Linked DNA regions of Danio rerio: region 2 is linked to region 1. The links are chromatin contacts, called in public Hi-C maps. All regions are on one chromosome and are shown on one strand. Each heading gives the region's core, a stretch centred on a gene start, on an enhancer-like site or on the middle of the called end of the contact. The rest is flanking DNA. Distances are from core to core; before and after follow the strand shown.

Evidence for each region. A called contact is a pair of places that touch in the nucleus more often than the background predicts.
Region 2: a contact with region 1 is called in a Hi-C map of hematopoietic stem cells, with 4 times the contacts expected there. The contact joins two enhancer-like sites. A contact is called at or near these places in 7 of 18 Hi-C or Micro-C datasets (caudal fin, embryo, hematopoietic stem cells and 2 more) and 1 of 4 datasets of contacts at active chromatin or transcription factors (caudal fin).

Annotation. Positions count from the first base shown.
Region 1 is chr8:51,893,769-51,898,330 of GRCz12tu, reverse strand. It overlaps ncor2 (nuclear receptor corepressor 2), which reads left to right. Exons shown (of 45, transcript NM_001007032.1): 7 at 2,582-2,638. Among named protein-coding and RNA genes, the nearest start is that of ncor2, 100 kb to the left of the region's middle. Within about 2 kb of position 2,495, at least 13 of the 62 cell types and tissues checked have an H3K27ac peak or open chromatin away from gene starts, as enhancers often do.
Region 2 is chr8:52,090,004-52,094,565 of GRCz12tu, reverse strand. It overlaps ep400 (E1A binding protein p400), which reads left to right. Exons shown (of 51, transcript XM_073911058.1): 51 at 1,117-2,779. The coding sequence ends at 1,458. Among named protein-coding and RNA genes, the nearest start is that of ep400, 60 kb to the left of the region's middle. Within about 2 kb of position 2,550, at least 7 of the 62 cell types and tissues checked have an H3K27ac peak or open chromatin away from gene starts, as enhancers often do.

The DNA of each region.
Region 1 (4,562 bases), core at 1,246-3,745:
ATTGCCGGTGAATGAGGAGATTCCCCCCATTGTGTAAAGTGTTTTGAGTGTCCAGAATAGCACTTTATAAATGTAAGATTATTGTTATATTATATATGCTAGTTTATTTTAGTTTTTTGTGAACACTTCAAGGGTCACATCTCATTTGCATGCGATTATTTGCTATGTTTTTTGAATGCATCTTGGCCTGCATTTTATCACAGTTTCTTTTTAACGTACTCTTGGGAAAGCATCATGCATCTCCTTCATAATTTGATATGCCTTTTACTGTTATCCGACCTCAAGTGTATCCAGGTCTCTGTGCTGTTTTCCTCAGTCAGGTGGTTCGGGCTCCCATCCTGCTGTGATCTTTTAATCACACCCTCCATCTCTTAATCCATTAAGGCCTCTCGTGCTGCGATACTGCCAAACAGCACTCACACCTTCCTGCTCTCTTCCAGGAAGTGCTCGATGCTCTCTGCAATCTATGGGACGGAATAGAGAAGCCAGCTCGCTGAAGTGAAAGTATCATGCCGATTCACTGTGGGAGAGGAAATTGTCTTATTAAAGTTGGCATGTTCTGTTGTAGTAGCTGTTTGCTGCTTTCCTTTCAAGAGTCACAGTTGTATTGCAGTGTGTTCTTGGACACACAAATCATTTGATTCTTTTGGTTATGAAGCTTTCAGCGCACACATAAATACAAGAAGACACGTAATAATAATAAGGCTAATGGATAAAAATAACAAAACATGTACATAAACAGAATTAGAGCAGTAAAATGGTAGATTAAAAGAGCGCTTATTGTGTTATGTAATAAAATAAAACAGTGTGACCAATTAATGATATTAGATTCTCTTATGGGGAAAATAATAAGCTGTTTTGCCTACAGTATTTCTATATGTAAATAACCGGTGTTATGACTGGTTAAAATTTGTACTGGAATAATCAATATAGTGGCTAATCTTTAAAAATGGTAGGAAGCTTGTCCTGAGAGCACTCTAGTACAGTGTTTCTCAGCCACGGTCCCGGAGGACCACCAACACTGCATGTTTTGGATGTCACCTTACAACCCTTACAGGTCTTTAAGTCTCTGCTAATGAGCTGATGATCTGAATCAAGTGTGTTTGGTTAAGGAGACACAGGCTGTTTCTCAATATGTGTTCTTCAGCGATCCTTGCGTGACATCATCATCAACCGCTAAAGTTCCCAAATGTGTTAATGATATCAAGGATGTTCAGTTTAGCATGGTTGATCAGTGCTGATGACAGTTCCAGATACCGTTCTTCCAATAGTGATTGTAACCAGTGCTTAACAGCTAACCAAAATTTACGAACCTTTGCATTTAAGGTAAATTCAGAGTTACCATTCAATAATAGCAGTACAGGAGCTTTGGGAAAACTAGTTTTTGCAACTTTGAATAAAATGTCCTGCACTAAATCTCAAAGTTTTTGCACCGCCGGACATTCCCACATCATATGCAAAAAGGTATCTGGACACTGTAGTTCACAGAACTCACAATAAGGATGTGAAGATAAAACCATGATATGTAGTATTCATGTAGCTAAATACACCCTGTGAATAGTTTTAAAGTGAGTGAACTGGTGAATGGGGTTTGTGGAAGTGTGGAATGTATTTCACAGAGTTTTCCAATATGAAATAAGTTTATATTATGTTCAAATATTAGTAATTGTAAAGTAAAATTGCCCTTAATCAATTAGAATTTAATCTTTTAAATGGAATAATTTAAGGATGTTTACAATTATTAATTGAATTATTAAGCAAATTAAATGATGCACTCAGTTAAATTAATATGATTTAATCCATTTTGTCAAATTTCCATAATAATTATTCTTTTTATTATTTACTCTGAAATTAATTGTTAGTAGTAATATTTTTATTTCATCATTCTAATTTAGATTAATTTAAGTTATTGAACTTTAATAAATAATAATTAATACATTTAAAGTACATATGAAATAGCACATTGCACACACTATATTTGCAGACAAATGGAAGAAGCTGGAGCGGCTAGTAGAATGTGCTCCATTAATCCAATCTCAAATAATGAAATAAAATCACCTTGTAATTTTTCGAGAGTGCATTAGTACCTGTATGTGACCATTCAAGTTCTCCCCCTTTGTTTGCAGTAGAGAATGGACATGTAGTTTTTATGGCTTTACATGTTTCTGAGAAAGACACACAAGTCACACATACCTGGCAGCAATCTGCTGATTCTGTCTCTAAAATCCTTATTAGATCTTTTTTTTGCTCTTGCTTTTTTTCCATCTCTCTCCAAATTTGAGCAGGACAGCACAGAATGTAATAGATTCAGCTTTCTTTATTGCATCTAATTGGATTACCTCCCCAGCCATCTCTCTCTCTCACACACACACACACACACACACATGCACACACACACAAAGAGAGAAGGGAGAGAGAGAGGTAGATGGCACAGGGCAGCGAGTGTCTTCTGTTGAGAGCTCTATTAATAGTACATCCCTTATACACTGGCTTGTTTATGTGTGTGCGCTGGAGAGAGTGTGAGGTGTGTTGCTGTGGTGATGTGCTGCTGACATGTGCGCTGTGTATGTGTTTTGAACAGAAAAAGGCAGAGGAAGCTCACCGGATCCTGGAGGGACTCGGACCCCGAGTAGAGCTGGTGAGTCCACATTTGTCTCCTTATTTCTGCTGCTTTCACACATCAACTGTCTTCCTTTGGCTTCAGTGTTTTCTATTAGAAAGAGCTTATGGCATTAGCTGGTGCTGATTGAGTAAATATGAATTGTATGACAGTTTTTAGTATTCACACAATGTCATTTGAATCAGCGCTTATATCAGTTTGTCTTCATTTTATGCCATCATAACATTATCTAAAATCATTGAGCTGATTTCTAAATGATTTGCATTACATTAAGTTTAATGTGATATTAAAAAGTCACTTGATGTGTATGAATAGCTACAGTAACATGACCTCCACAGTGTGAAATAGGAGCTCCTTCAGCCTGTAAGTCTGTGTGTGACTACATGCACTGCTGCCTGTTTGTTTACAACATGGCTGTTGACCTCCTGCAGATGAGTTTGCAACAGCGCTCAGCATCCATTAGCTTAGCTCAAGCAATTAGTCAACATTTTCAAATGACAATGTCCACAATAGAAATTTGTTGACAAATGTTATTGAATAGTCATTTGATCACATGCAAGGGCAAGCAATATCACATTTGACCACTACAGCACTGTGGCGCTAGTGTAATTCAGCCTTCCTTAATGCTAATGAAGAAACAAACAGCACTAGTTATGATGACTGAGTGCAAGCGTTTCTGATTTAGTATCTGTGGGAAAGTTTTACAAAACCTAAAACTGAGGATGCCGTAGTTTGCAATGTATCCAAGGTGGAACTTGCTTTTCATGGTGCACAATCAGCATTTGGCTTGGGCGGTAATATGGTATACCGTGGGATCTAAAAATAGCAAGGGTATCAGTTTAAAAACCGTTATACTGTCATATATAGGAAACAAGGTTTATATATTGAATATAATTCTACTTTTCAAGCTGTTTGGACAGACATATGTGTAGGTATAGTGTGTAGACTGTCATATTGGGGTGATATAAACACACCCAGTCCTTTTTTATTTTATTCAATTTAACAACATAAATTCAATGGACCATTTGGAGGGGCTTTGAGATCAACCACAACTTGATGTAGGAGCGCTGTCCCCCCGCCCACCAATATTGATTGACAGGCGCGCATCACCAAATCCTGCTTGTTGTTTCACATTTGCAATTTTCAGTGTGTGATTCAAAGCGATGTCACCAAAGAAACACTCTTGCTCTGTATTTAGATGCAAAGCTCATTGGGCTCAACACAAGATCAACATTCACCACATAATCGCTCTCATCTGCGCCATTGTTTGTAACTTTAGGTGGGTGTGCAAATGTGTACTTTTCATCGCGTCTTCCTTAAACTTCAGCCGTTTGCATTTCCCGCGGTCACAGAAGCTCCCTGTCATCTTAACGCGTTGCCTTATGTGCGCGTCCCTCAAGTGGAAATAACAAACTTGCCTTAAGCAGGTCGCTCACCTGAAGCACTACTCGGGTACAAACACCGGCACCGTAAGTCGGCGGCTGTCCGCGGTGCCCAGCCACAACTCGGGATACTGTTCATATTTCTGCCGTGCCACAGAACGGCATCTGAAAAGTTTCATTTTAAAAAAACATGCGAATATGCACGTCTGGTAGGCTGTGTCACGGCATCCAGTGTGTGTGATGCCTTTTAGTTATAGCCTGAGTCAAAGTTAATTCAGTGTGCGTGGTTCTTAGTTTCGGTGTGCAAGTTTGGAACTTTAAACTAGCAAACAGTTGGCTGTAAACCATACAAAGACACAAACGATTTTGTAGTCTTTGCTTAATATGTGTGCGGGTCATACATGTACGACTGAATGCTGGTCCTCTCACTCATGTTGCTTCACTCTGTCTGCTGCCACACAAAAGGGGAGAGCTCTTGGCTCCACTAACTTGTTAAGTTGGGCGGGAAGTCAAAACTCATTTTCATGTGAAGCAACGCACCCATAAAAACAACGACCTGT
Region 2 (4,562 bases), core at 1,301-3,800, 200 kb before region 1:
CCCTACCATAATACACCTAAAACACGGATTGCCGCAAAATTTGTCAATGGCAGGAAAGTGCATTCTCTCTTTAACTGCAGAGAAAGAGTTCAATGAAATAATTTATAGATTTGGCGCACCTCATAATACCAGCCATACAAGCACAAGTAATGTCCTTCAATTCGGTCACGTCCAGTGGCTGTCGTCCTTGAACCAATCTCCATCATTGTAAGCTCTTGGTGTTCTGTCTGTTCCACTGCTCCGTTTGTTAAACGTTTTCTCCCACATTCTTTTGCAGTCTGAAACACGTCCATCGCACAAAACGCCCAATTAATGCCATAAGTTTTCTAATCCACTCTTTTTATTGCCTTCACATGTAAATCACTCGTGCTAAATCCGTGTCTGCTTACTACACATGTTGCAAAACTTTTACAGGTTAGGATTGTGAGGGCGCAGGTGAGATGTCATTTTTCGAGAGACACTCAAATACATCACGTGCGCTGCGTATGCAACGTCTATCCGCTTGTTAAGTTGCGACGTATGGAATACTGTTTCCGGGTCCACGTCGCTACTCATTTGAATTGAGAAAATATTAGTTTATGGGCACTTTTTAGTCCTATCACACATTAAAGTGAGTTTTCTATAAAATCAACAAAAAATAAAATTTTTACAATTAATAAAAAATTAATCACTTCCTGCCTATCAGATATTAGGCATGGAAATATTGACATTGCGATCGTGATTTGTGAAAGTATTACAGCGCTTTATAAACTTTTATTATTACCATTTGATGAGTTTCCCCATACAGTTTGATATAGCGCTTAGACCCGGACATCGCTTCGCTTGACGTCACACTTAAGCTGACAAGTCAGGTGAAACAATTCATTGCAAACTGAAATGCATATAGTTTAATTATATGGTCCGCAATTAGATGTTTTATGAGATTATTTAAATTTTTTAGCGATTTTTATTTTGTGTTTAATTAAGAATTTTGCTGGACTGCAAAAAAATTACGACTTTGTTAAATTTGCATTGGATTCAGCGATCGCAAAATCATGAAAACTAAAGGGTCTGAGTAATAAAAGTTCCTCCATGACCACAAGATGTTAAACTCCCGAATAATGTGTTTGTGTGTAGATCCAGGCTCAGCCACAGACAGTGGCCCTGACTCAGGCAGCACCCGCTGCTGGTTCGGTACAGGCCCAAGCCCAGGTTCAGGTCATCCCCGCAGGCACCGCACAGGTGGTGCAGCAGAAGCTTCTCCAGCAGCAGGTCGTTACAGCAGCAGCTTCTCCTCAAATCCAGACCCCACCACCACACAGTCCTGCCCAGCAGCAGAGCACAGCGGCGCCCCCTGCCTCTGAGACTCCAGCGCAGCAGACCACCGCCACACCGCAGCCCCCGCAGGCCAAAGGAAACACCCGCACCGGGGCTGCCATGCGCTCCAAAACACCCGCCAAACCCAGCGGTGGCAGCTAGACAGTCGGAGGAGAAAGTAGCTGGCCACACCACAGGGCTTTGTTTTTCTTTTACCCCATTTGTTTTGGGAAAACTGACCCTTTGTAATACAGGAACTCACCTTTGCCTGTAAGTATGGAGCTCTTTACAATTTGAAGAAACGTTAATAAGCTAACCACGTTTCATGCTAATCAACCATCCTTCTGCCAACGGCCTCCACTCTGTGGCCAATGTTTTTCTTTTTTGTTTTTTAATGGCTTAATAATTGAATCTCCTTTCTCAGGAGTCAAACATGACTTTACGACTCGTTTTTTTTAATACTGAACTCTTTAACAGAGCCATCAAACGCTCGCTGTTCATTTCAGACTATGCTACATGCTCTGTTTATACAGTGTTATCACATGTCATCACATACTTAAAGTCATGGATCGAGTGCGGTTGGATCGACTTCACTTCATTTGGCGCGCCGGGAACTCTTTTGGCAGATCATCTCAACATTTTTCATAATGTTCAATCAGTCCAGTTGTATGTGCGTCTCCCCGATGTTTTCTTTTTAATAGGTGTGGTGGTGTTGTCCCTTTGCTGTTTGTGTCGGTCAATGTTTTTGAAGCATTTAATAATCATTATCAAGATTAGCAAGAGTCTGTGAGCCCAACAGACATGGCAAAGTGCCATTAGTTTGATATAGGAGAGCCATTCAATTGCACCCTCCCCATAGAAGAATTGATTATATTAGCTTGTATCATGAAAACTCCCCTAAAAACAACACATTTTTGTTACTTATTGACACAAGTTCAGCTGCATGAATGGATACCACCTGAAAATTGTCTGTGGATGTGTACGTGTGTGTGAAATGTGTGTGTACAACACTTCAAAATGTGAATCAACAAGGAATTGATGGAAAGCTCATCCTGCACTGTAGCCGTTTCCTGCTCGCGGCGGGCAGCTGTGGAAAGTATCGCCCTCCCAAACTCTGATTTGGAAGAAAAGTCATTTCTGAAAACACATCTGTGAAATATTTCCGTTTTTCTTACGCATAGTTATGAACAATGTCACCATTAGTCAGTTGAGTCAGACCTCAGCTTGGCTCTTAGTGTGTTTACGTTGGCCTGCTATCAGTAATGAACGGACTTAAATCAAGACTTTCCCTCTATGTATCTGAATCATACAATGTCGGGGCTTTTGCTCATGAATATGTCTTTTTTTATTGATGTCGGGTCAGGAACACATGTAAATAACTCTGGATGGGGCGGAGGGGACAGAGGCATTTGTATTTGTAAAGTAGTTGTGTATTCATTTTTTTTTCCCAGCCTACTTGTATAAAGTGTTATGTTTTTACACACGTCTGGATTAGGCCGTGTCTTTATTTGTCCGGAAATGTATTTGGTACCTAAATTCAGTGAGCTTCCTTCGGGTTTCAGATGACATTAATTCAGCCTTTCTGCCTGGAGTCCATAGATATGCATTCCTGGACGTCTGCGTGTGGACTTGCTGACTGCAGTATGTGTGTGTGTGTATGTGTCAGCACACTGGTCGACAGGGATTTCAGCAAGATAATGCATTGCACCTCGCTTGCTCAATAAACACTAAAACATTTCATTCCAGCACAAATGGTTCTGCGGAATCTCAATAGCCACTTTAGGTATGCCAGCTTGAATGCTTTTAATGCAAATATCCAATGGATATCGACCATAGACGCAACTCAATTTAGCCATGTGCTCGAGACAGTCTGCTGAAGTTCAAACTGAGCATCAGAATAGTGACGAAGGTCATTTAAGTGCTGATCTACTGACATTTGTATGCATAAAATAAACTCTATAGGTTATAGGTAGGCCCACTGAATCTACGTGTGCAGAAAGTTGCAGATTTTTAGACCATCATTGAGTCTGTTCATTTACTACAGTAAATGTGTGTAAATTTATACTCAAGTTTTTACATTTATTTCAGTTATATTATTGACTAATATAAAAAAAGTTCATATCATTTATTTATAATGCAGTTTGTGCAGTAATATTTTCTGTCTTTAAGTAGAGATATTATATGAGAGACTTGCTTTGTTTACCAAATACGTTGGTCTTATTGGATTCGCAGTGTAAACATTAAATAAATGTTAAAAACGTATTATTTTATGGTGGTTTGAGAAAGCCAACATCCTGTTATACTGCATCAACTTCTTTTTCTTCCGTCTTCTTCTTCTTGTACTATTTTAAGAACACATCTCCTAGACAGTTCATACTACAACCACCAAACTAACTCCAAACCACCAAACTATATTGAATTTAAGTTGCTATATCTTTTCCAACTGATCCGACTTAACGGTTTTCCCAACACTGACCCGGAAATTTCTGAAAAGTCCCATTGACTTAACATTGGACCAAACCAGACTGTCATACAGCTTATTTTTTCTCTACCAATTTGCCACGCACTGATGACCTTTTAACTTACTGTTCACACCCTAGCAACCATTTATGGAGCCACAGCAACTGCCCAATAGACTTCCATTGTAAAAAAAAAACGGCCATTGACTTTACATTGGGCATGCTAACGACATACCAATTAATACTAACAACACACTAATCATACTAGCAACATACGGCATACTATACTATAAACATGCTAGCAACATGCTAATTCATGCTATACACATACTAGCAACATGCTAATTCATACTATGCACATACCAGCAACATGCTAATTCATGCCAACAACATGCTAGCTTAAGCAAGAAACATGCTAACATGCAAATTCATACTAGAACCATGCTAATAGCATGCTCATTTAAGTTAGCAACTGCCTAGCAACGCCTTAGCAACCGCCTAGTCACACCTTAGTAACCACCTAGCAACCCCTTAGCAACTGCCTAACAACCACTGAGAACACCTTAGCAACCACCTATCAACACCATGGAAATGACAGAGAACACCTTAGCAACCACCTAGCAACGCCTTAGAAATGGCCTAGCAACCACTCTGAACCCCCTAGAAAACACCTAGCAACTGCCTAGCAGCACCTTCAACCACCTAGCAACGCCTTAGCAACCACTCAGAACACCGTAGCAACCACTTAGCGACAACCTAGAACATCTTAGCAATCACCTTGCAACACCTAAGCAACCACTCAAAACA